2 separate regions of the Sus scrofa genome follow, and region 2 is linked to region 1. The links are chromatin contacts, called in public HiChIP or PLAC-seq maps. All regions are on one chromosome and are shown on one strand. The core of a region is the stretch at or near the end of the contact, and the rest is flanking DNA. Distances in the headings are between cores, read along the strand shown.

Region 1 (2,838 bases), core at 332-2,831:
GCACATCGACCTCTCTCTCAAGAAGGACGGGTCCACATGGTCACCGAACTGGGTGATTGTATACAAAGCTCGCTTGATATGAGCGATTTTACACTTACATATGCCGTTAATCTTAAACAAGCCTAGGCTGTTTCAAGTGAAACTTAGAAATTCAAAAAATGCAGCTTGACTTGCCATGGTTAAGTCATTTCTGCCTCACGTTTCCAATGCAGGCGCAGCTTCAGGTGTTTTAGGACTTCTGTGCCGCGCTCATATCGCTGCCTCGACCAACTTTTTAAAAACCTCTTCCCCTCAAGGTAGAACCGCTAGGTTTTCGTCCTCTCAGGCAGCACCCCCTCGGCCTCGGACCTCCCTCTCAGAACTCTTTACCCTTTTCTAGGAAGTTGATCACCACCAAAGTCCCGGCCGCCACGGCTGAAGCTGTGGCCCCCTCAGGAAAGGAAGCAGCGGAGGCCGAGGGCGAACTATTCTCGGTGCTTTGGTTCAGGCGTTTTCTGTTCTTCTTGGAAGACATGATCTCAAGGCTGCCTGAGAGAAGCAGCGGTGAAGCCGGCTCAACGTGCGCGCTTCACTGAGAGAAAAACTTCCGGGGCAGAAGCCAGCGAGGCTCTGTTCCGCGCCGTAATCCCCGGAGTGGAGCGCAGGAGGAGCGGGAGAACCGAGGATCCTTCGTTGAAGAGGTTCTGACTTCTGCCAAGGAGTAGGTGGACAGAACTGTCCTTTAGATTGTAAATTCCTGAAAAACAGGAATTTTTCTTATCTCCACCGCATTTTCCATCCCTGAACAAACGTCCCTTTAATATTAAAATGGGTGGGGGTAACTCCGGGAGGGTGGAAAGCTGTGGGAGTTTCTCCCCGCTTGGCGGGAGCCAGGCAAACTTCTGAGAGGAGTCAGTCAACAGGACTGCCGTTTCCTCTACCTAGAGCTGCAAAGCGGTAATGCCTGCTCAACCCTGAGATAGGGTGGGTGGTACTCTTCTAAAACTTACGGTAGCATTCTTCGTTCTAAGGCAAACCCGCTGGGTAATTTGGAAGCTGAGGCTTGAGGCCACGAGAGCCTGCGTGGAAATGCCGCCGCTGCGGAGCGGCCGCTGCTGGTTCACTGGGCTGGCTCGGGTGCGCCACGCAATGCTTTATGCAGGGCTCCGTGGGGCCTCGAGTTTCCTGGGTTGCTCTCGGGACCCCCCTTCCGTAGCTGGCGAGCTGAGGGGTGAGCTGGACAGATTCGGGGGCGTCTCGGTGAAACTAGACGCTCTGGACCGCCTGGACACCGTCGCCTTCCAGAGAGCTTTGCAGGGCAAGTGCGCTTGGATCAAGGCTCCCCGGGCTCCCGACCTTTCTAACCAAGTAACTGGGGTTCCCACTCCCGAGTCGCTCTGGAGGGAAGGAGAGAGGGCGTGTGTGACCCGCACCCGTTTTCTGCCTTTCGTTCTCGTGCCCTTGGCTGGGAGGTTTCCGAGGCTGTTGGGGAAATGGTGACGAGCTCAAACTTTAGGTCTGCAGCCCTACTTTCTGGTCCTCTTTCTAGTGTGTGATCTTGGGCAAGTTTTGTAAATCACCTTTTTTTCATCTGTAAAACCAGGTAACAGGAACTCATGGGATTGTTAAGGGGTAAGTTGGACAATGCTTATTAAGTGCTTAGCGTTATAGCTGCCGCGTACTTACTGCTCCGCGTTTGTTAATATTATTTCATAATTATTTACTGCCGTTTACTGAGACTTGGTTCTGCCCGGCACTTTGCCCAAGGCAAAACAAACAAAAAAACACCCTATCGCGTTTTCTGATACAGGTGGTGGACCGTAAGTGGGCCGAAGAGGCTCCGAGTGGTCGTATTTGTTCACAAGTGGGATCAGGAGCTCTGGTGCCCAGAACTAGAGAGTTTCTTCTACTTAGAAAGCAACACTCCCTTTATAATTAGCGGGGGAGATTGGTGAATGGTTTCAGTCTTCAGGAACAAAGCTCACCATTCTCTTTATTCTCTTTGAACCTTGAATTCAATGATTAAAAAAAAGAAAGCTTGTGAAGAGGAACCTTCACTTTGAGAGCCCTCGATTTGGTGGAGCAACCTGTTTTTCAAACTGCCCTTGAGGGTCTTCATAATCAAATTGAAAGCAGAGAAAGGATATTTAGCCATGGAAAAATATCCTCTCACACTAAGAGGAAACTTCAAATAATCTTTATTCTGTGCAGCATATGGCAAGTGAGCATCTATGGTAATAGAGTAGAGCTAGTTAATCTTTAAGCATCCTCATTTCCAAGCTACTTATCTCTTCACCTGTTTTCTCTCCTACTTGGGACAGTTGCTAACTCCAGCAGATCAAATCGGTGTTCATCCTCTAATGTGTGTCATATGTGTGGGTAGACACAGGTGTTTATTGCACACACTTGTTACTCGTAAGTGGCCAAACAAGTGATCAAAGCACTATCTCAGGAAGGTAAAGCAGAAAGTGGGTTGGGTTTGGAGTCCCACACCCAAGTTTCAAGTCCCAGATTCTGCCACACAGCTAGCCAGCCATTAGGCAAATCACCACTGAAAATATTTTTATCTTAGGTTGCTTATGTGAATAATGCTAGCTCTAATTACTTTACTGGATAGATGTGATCAGAGATAAATTACATGAAACTAATTTATAAACTTTGAAGTACCATATGCTTTTTGTAACTTTTTAATGCAATTGCACTAAGTGCTAGACACTTTTTAAAACTTCATGAATACAGATTCATTTAATTCTCATAACAACTTGTGTGGTATGTACTATTATCCTCATTTCAGGGATGATGGTACTGAGACAGATTAACTTCCCTGGCTCTAGAATGTGTTCTTACAGCACCGTTAAG
Region 2 (2,905 bases), core at 44-2,543, 190 kb after region 1:
GATGAAACCCACAACCTCATGATTCCTAGTCAGATTCATTTCCGCTGTGCGACAACAGGAACTCCTGTTTTGTTTTTGTTTTAATCAATGTTTGCAATGCTTGGGTGTCTCCCTGGGATATAATGTGAACCAGAAAGCATGATGGTTTTGAAAAATGTGCCATGTTTCTACTTACTAAAGGAAGAAAAGTGATTTGGGACACTTCTTCAAGAATGTACTCTGCACATTTTTTCCTGCCTTACCTTCAAGGAGATAAGTGGGAGAGAGGGAAAAGACTAGGCAAAAATTAATGTTCTTCCTGAATCCATTGTTGGAGAACACAGTATAATATTTGTTTCGAAAACTAAGCACTTACTCTAGAGAAGGCACCATAAGAGGCATTAAAAAAAAAAAGTCCTGATATTTAAGCAACTAAGCATTAGAGACTATTACCTCTTCATTCTTGCTATCCCAGTCCTTCTCCCTGATCCTTTAGTTGGTCCCTGACCAGATGCACCACTGGGCAGAACCAGCAAGTCTGGCCCTCTAGACAAGAATTTGCTCTGATTTGCAGCAGTTAAATGCGCATCTAAATCTCTACTGGATTATGAGGCTACTACAGTTCGGATCTATGCTGGATATGGTTGAGAAACGGACCAAATTTTGGGATCAAGGCAATGGAATGGCTGGGGGTTAGAAAAGACTGATAGTGATTATGGGTGGCTCCAAAGTCCAACCCCGCAAATAAACGCTACAACACGGTAAAAACTCCTTCCTATGCAGGGAGACTTCATGTGCATTCCAAGACGGGTCCTGCCCCCAAGCCCACTGCCTTCTGATCACAGCGCCGCCCCACGCCCCCTCCTATAAATAAATGCTGCCTACCCTGCTAGAATCCCGGCGAACCACGGAGGAGCTAACTGGCTAAAGGCCAAGCCCCAGGAATTGTGGAGCCTGAGGGATGTCCAGCGGGGCAAGGAAAGGGCAGTCTCCTCCGCCTCTGGTAATCCAGCCGGAAGGTAAACCAAAGCTGTACCAATTCACTAAGCCCACAGGTCCCAAAGTCTCATTCTTCCCCCCGGCCCTAAGAGGTCAGAAAAGCAAACAAGGTCTCCTAATGTCTCCATTCAAGACTTAGAAGTTGGTGGAAGCACCTCGCTACTAACCTCGCTCTTTTCTCCATCCCTATGGGACGCTCCAGTCCCCGTCTCCTCAACACCAGAGGAAGCTCTGTCTGGCGCTAGGACGCCCAAGCAACTGTGGCCAAAGCTCCTCCTTCCCAGGCCAGGATTTTGCGCAAGCGCAAGGCGGGGCGAGTGGGGCGGGCCAGTGGGCTTGGTCGCTAAGAAACCAGAGGGAAAATTTCCGCTTAACAGTAGGCTGGGAACGGAAGAGCGTTAAGCTATTGGTAAAGACTAGAGAGAGGGGGGCCGGCCTTAAGGGCTTCTTTTCTGACCATTGGATGGAACGACTGTCAATCAGTGGGGCAAGCCTAAGCGGGCAGGGCTGAATGCGAGGTCTGCGAAGGCTGCCATAGCAACGGCTGGCTGGCTGTGAAGGCTACTGCTTGAGCTGGGTTGCGCAGCAGGCGGGTGAAGCCGGGAGGTCCCCTGAGGGCGGCGGTTGGGGACATGGTGAGTGCGGGGCTGTAACACCTTACTAGGGCTGGGGATGAAGTTTATCCTCGGAGCAAGAAAGCAATTTATTTTTAAAATGGAAATAGAGTTGATTTTAGTTTATGAAATGTATTACTCGCCTTTTCATCATGACCCTCGAGTATATTACTACCCTCCTCTTGTCGCTGAATAGAGGCGCACTGTTCGTGGCTCTAGGGCCAGAAAAACTGTTTTCCAGCTCATTTTTTCCCTCCTCAACCCCATCAACTGCTAATACCAACGGTCTACTTAGAGTTCGGTGTTGGAAAGAGAAACCACTCTTCACCCAGAAATGGAGGGTAAGATGCTTGAAAACTGTTGGAGGGCCTGGGCCTCTAGGACAGACATACAGAACTGTGAAAACCTGACGGGGGCGGGCCAAGACCTCTGTGCCTGGAACTATGGCGTTGCGGACCGCACCAGTGTATCTGAAAGTCCAGAGATGAAGAATCTGCCGCCCCCACAGCCAACTCTTAACACCCGTGAGGCTGGCGTCTGGACACACAGGAACGTGGAGTCCCTGTCGCCACTACTTCTCAACCCCAGAGCTGGAGACAAGATGCTGAGATGAGGCCTCAGAAGAATTCCAAGACTAATTCTATGACCTTGCTTGCCAGCAGAAAATGGCAAATAGCGGGAAGATGACCTCCATCTTCCCTGGATACTGTAAATTGGTCTAATATTTATTCTTAACCAGATCCCTGGAGTAATTTTTCACCTGGAAAATGTATTTTTTTCATTTCTCAATCTCTGCAATATAGAAAAGTATGAGAGAAAGCGGGAAAGGATATTATGTCAACCATATCTCACAAAATAAACAGATCTTATGAAACATATAGGCATAGATGAAAGTAAATATGCCTTAAACACTGCGTTTCAGATATACCAAGTAAGGCCAAGTTTTCCAACATAACATCTATTGTTCTAGCATGTCTTCTTTGCCTCTTCTCCCTCTCAGAAGGCACTGTCTGAATCTGAAGGTAAAACCTACGGGGTAAAAAAAAGAACCACGCTTTCCAGCAAGATATTAATAACTAAAAGCACCAATGTTAGAAAAGGGAAGGGGGAAACTTCTTGAAGGTCTTTATATGGTAGGGAATAGGATACTTGAATATGTTTATTATATTTAATTAGTTCATCATTAATTCTTCTGGTTCTGGTATCTTCTAGTTCCACAGTTTATCTTTCACCCACATGTGTATTTATTACAGGCATCCAACTACCGCACAAGTTCAGACCAATGGAAGAAAAGAGCAGCAAAAGTTGAATTG

Evidence for each region. HiChIP or PLAC-seq counts read pairs in DNA pulled down with a chosen protein or histone mark.
Region 2: an H3K27ac HiChIP or PLAC-seq map of skeletal muscle shows a contact between it and region 1. The contact joins the promoter of BBS12 here to the promoter of NUDT6 in region 1. A contact is called at or near these places in 1 of 5 promoter capture datasets (liver), 11 of 47 Hi-C or Micro-C datasets (brain, embryonic fibroblasts, fetal heart ventricle and 7 more) and 2 of 2 datasets of contacts at active chromatin or transcription factors (alveolar macrophages and skeletal muscle).

The regions. Positions count from the first base shown.
Region 1 is chr8:101,240,586-101,243,423 of Sscrofa11.1, forward strand. NUDT6 (nucleoside diphosphate-linked moiety X motif 6) reads left to right here and starts at 1,582. Exons shown (of 8, transcript XR_002346434.1): 1 at 1,582-1,611. It overlaps SPATA5 (spermatogenesis associated 5), which reads right to left and starts at 514. Exons shown (of 17, transcript NM_001177913.1): 1 at 370-514. The coding sequence starts at 514.
Region 2 is chr8:101,428,733-101,431,637 of Sscrofa11.1, forward strand. It overlaps BBS12 (Bardet-Biedl syndrome 12 protein), which reads right to left and starts at 1,294. Exons shown (of 5, transcript XR_002346426.1): 1 at 1,146-1,294. It overlaps LOC100622849 (centrin-4), which reads left to right and starts at 1,464. Exons shown (of 5, transcript XM_003361972.4): 1 at 1,464-1,613; 2 at 2,846-2,905. The coding sequence starts at 1,611.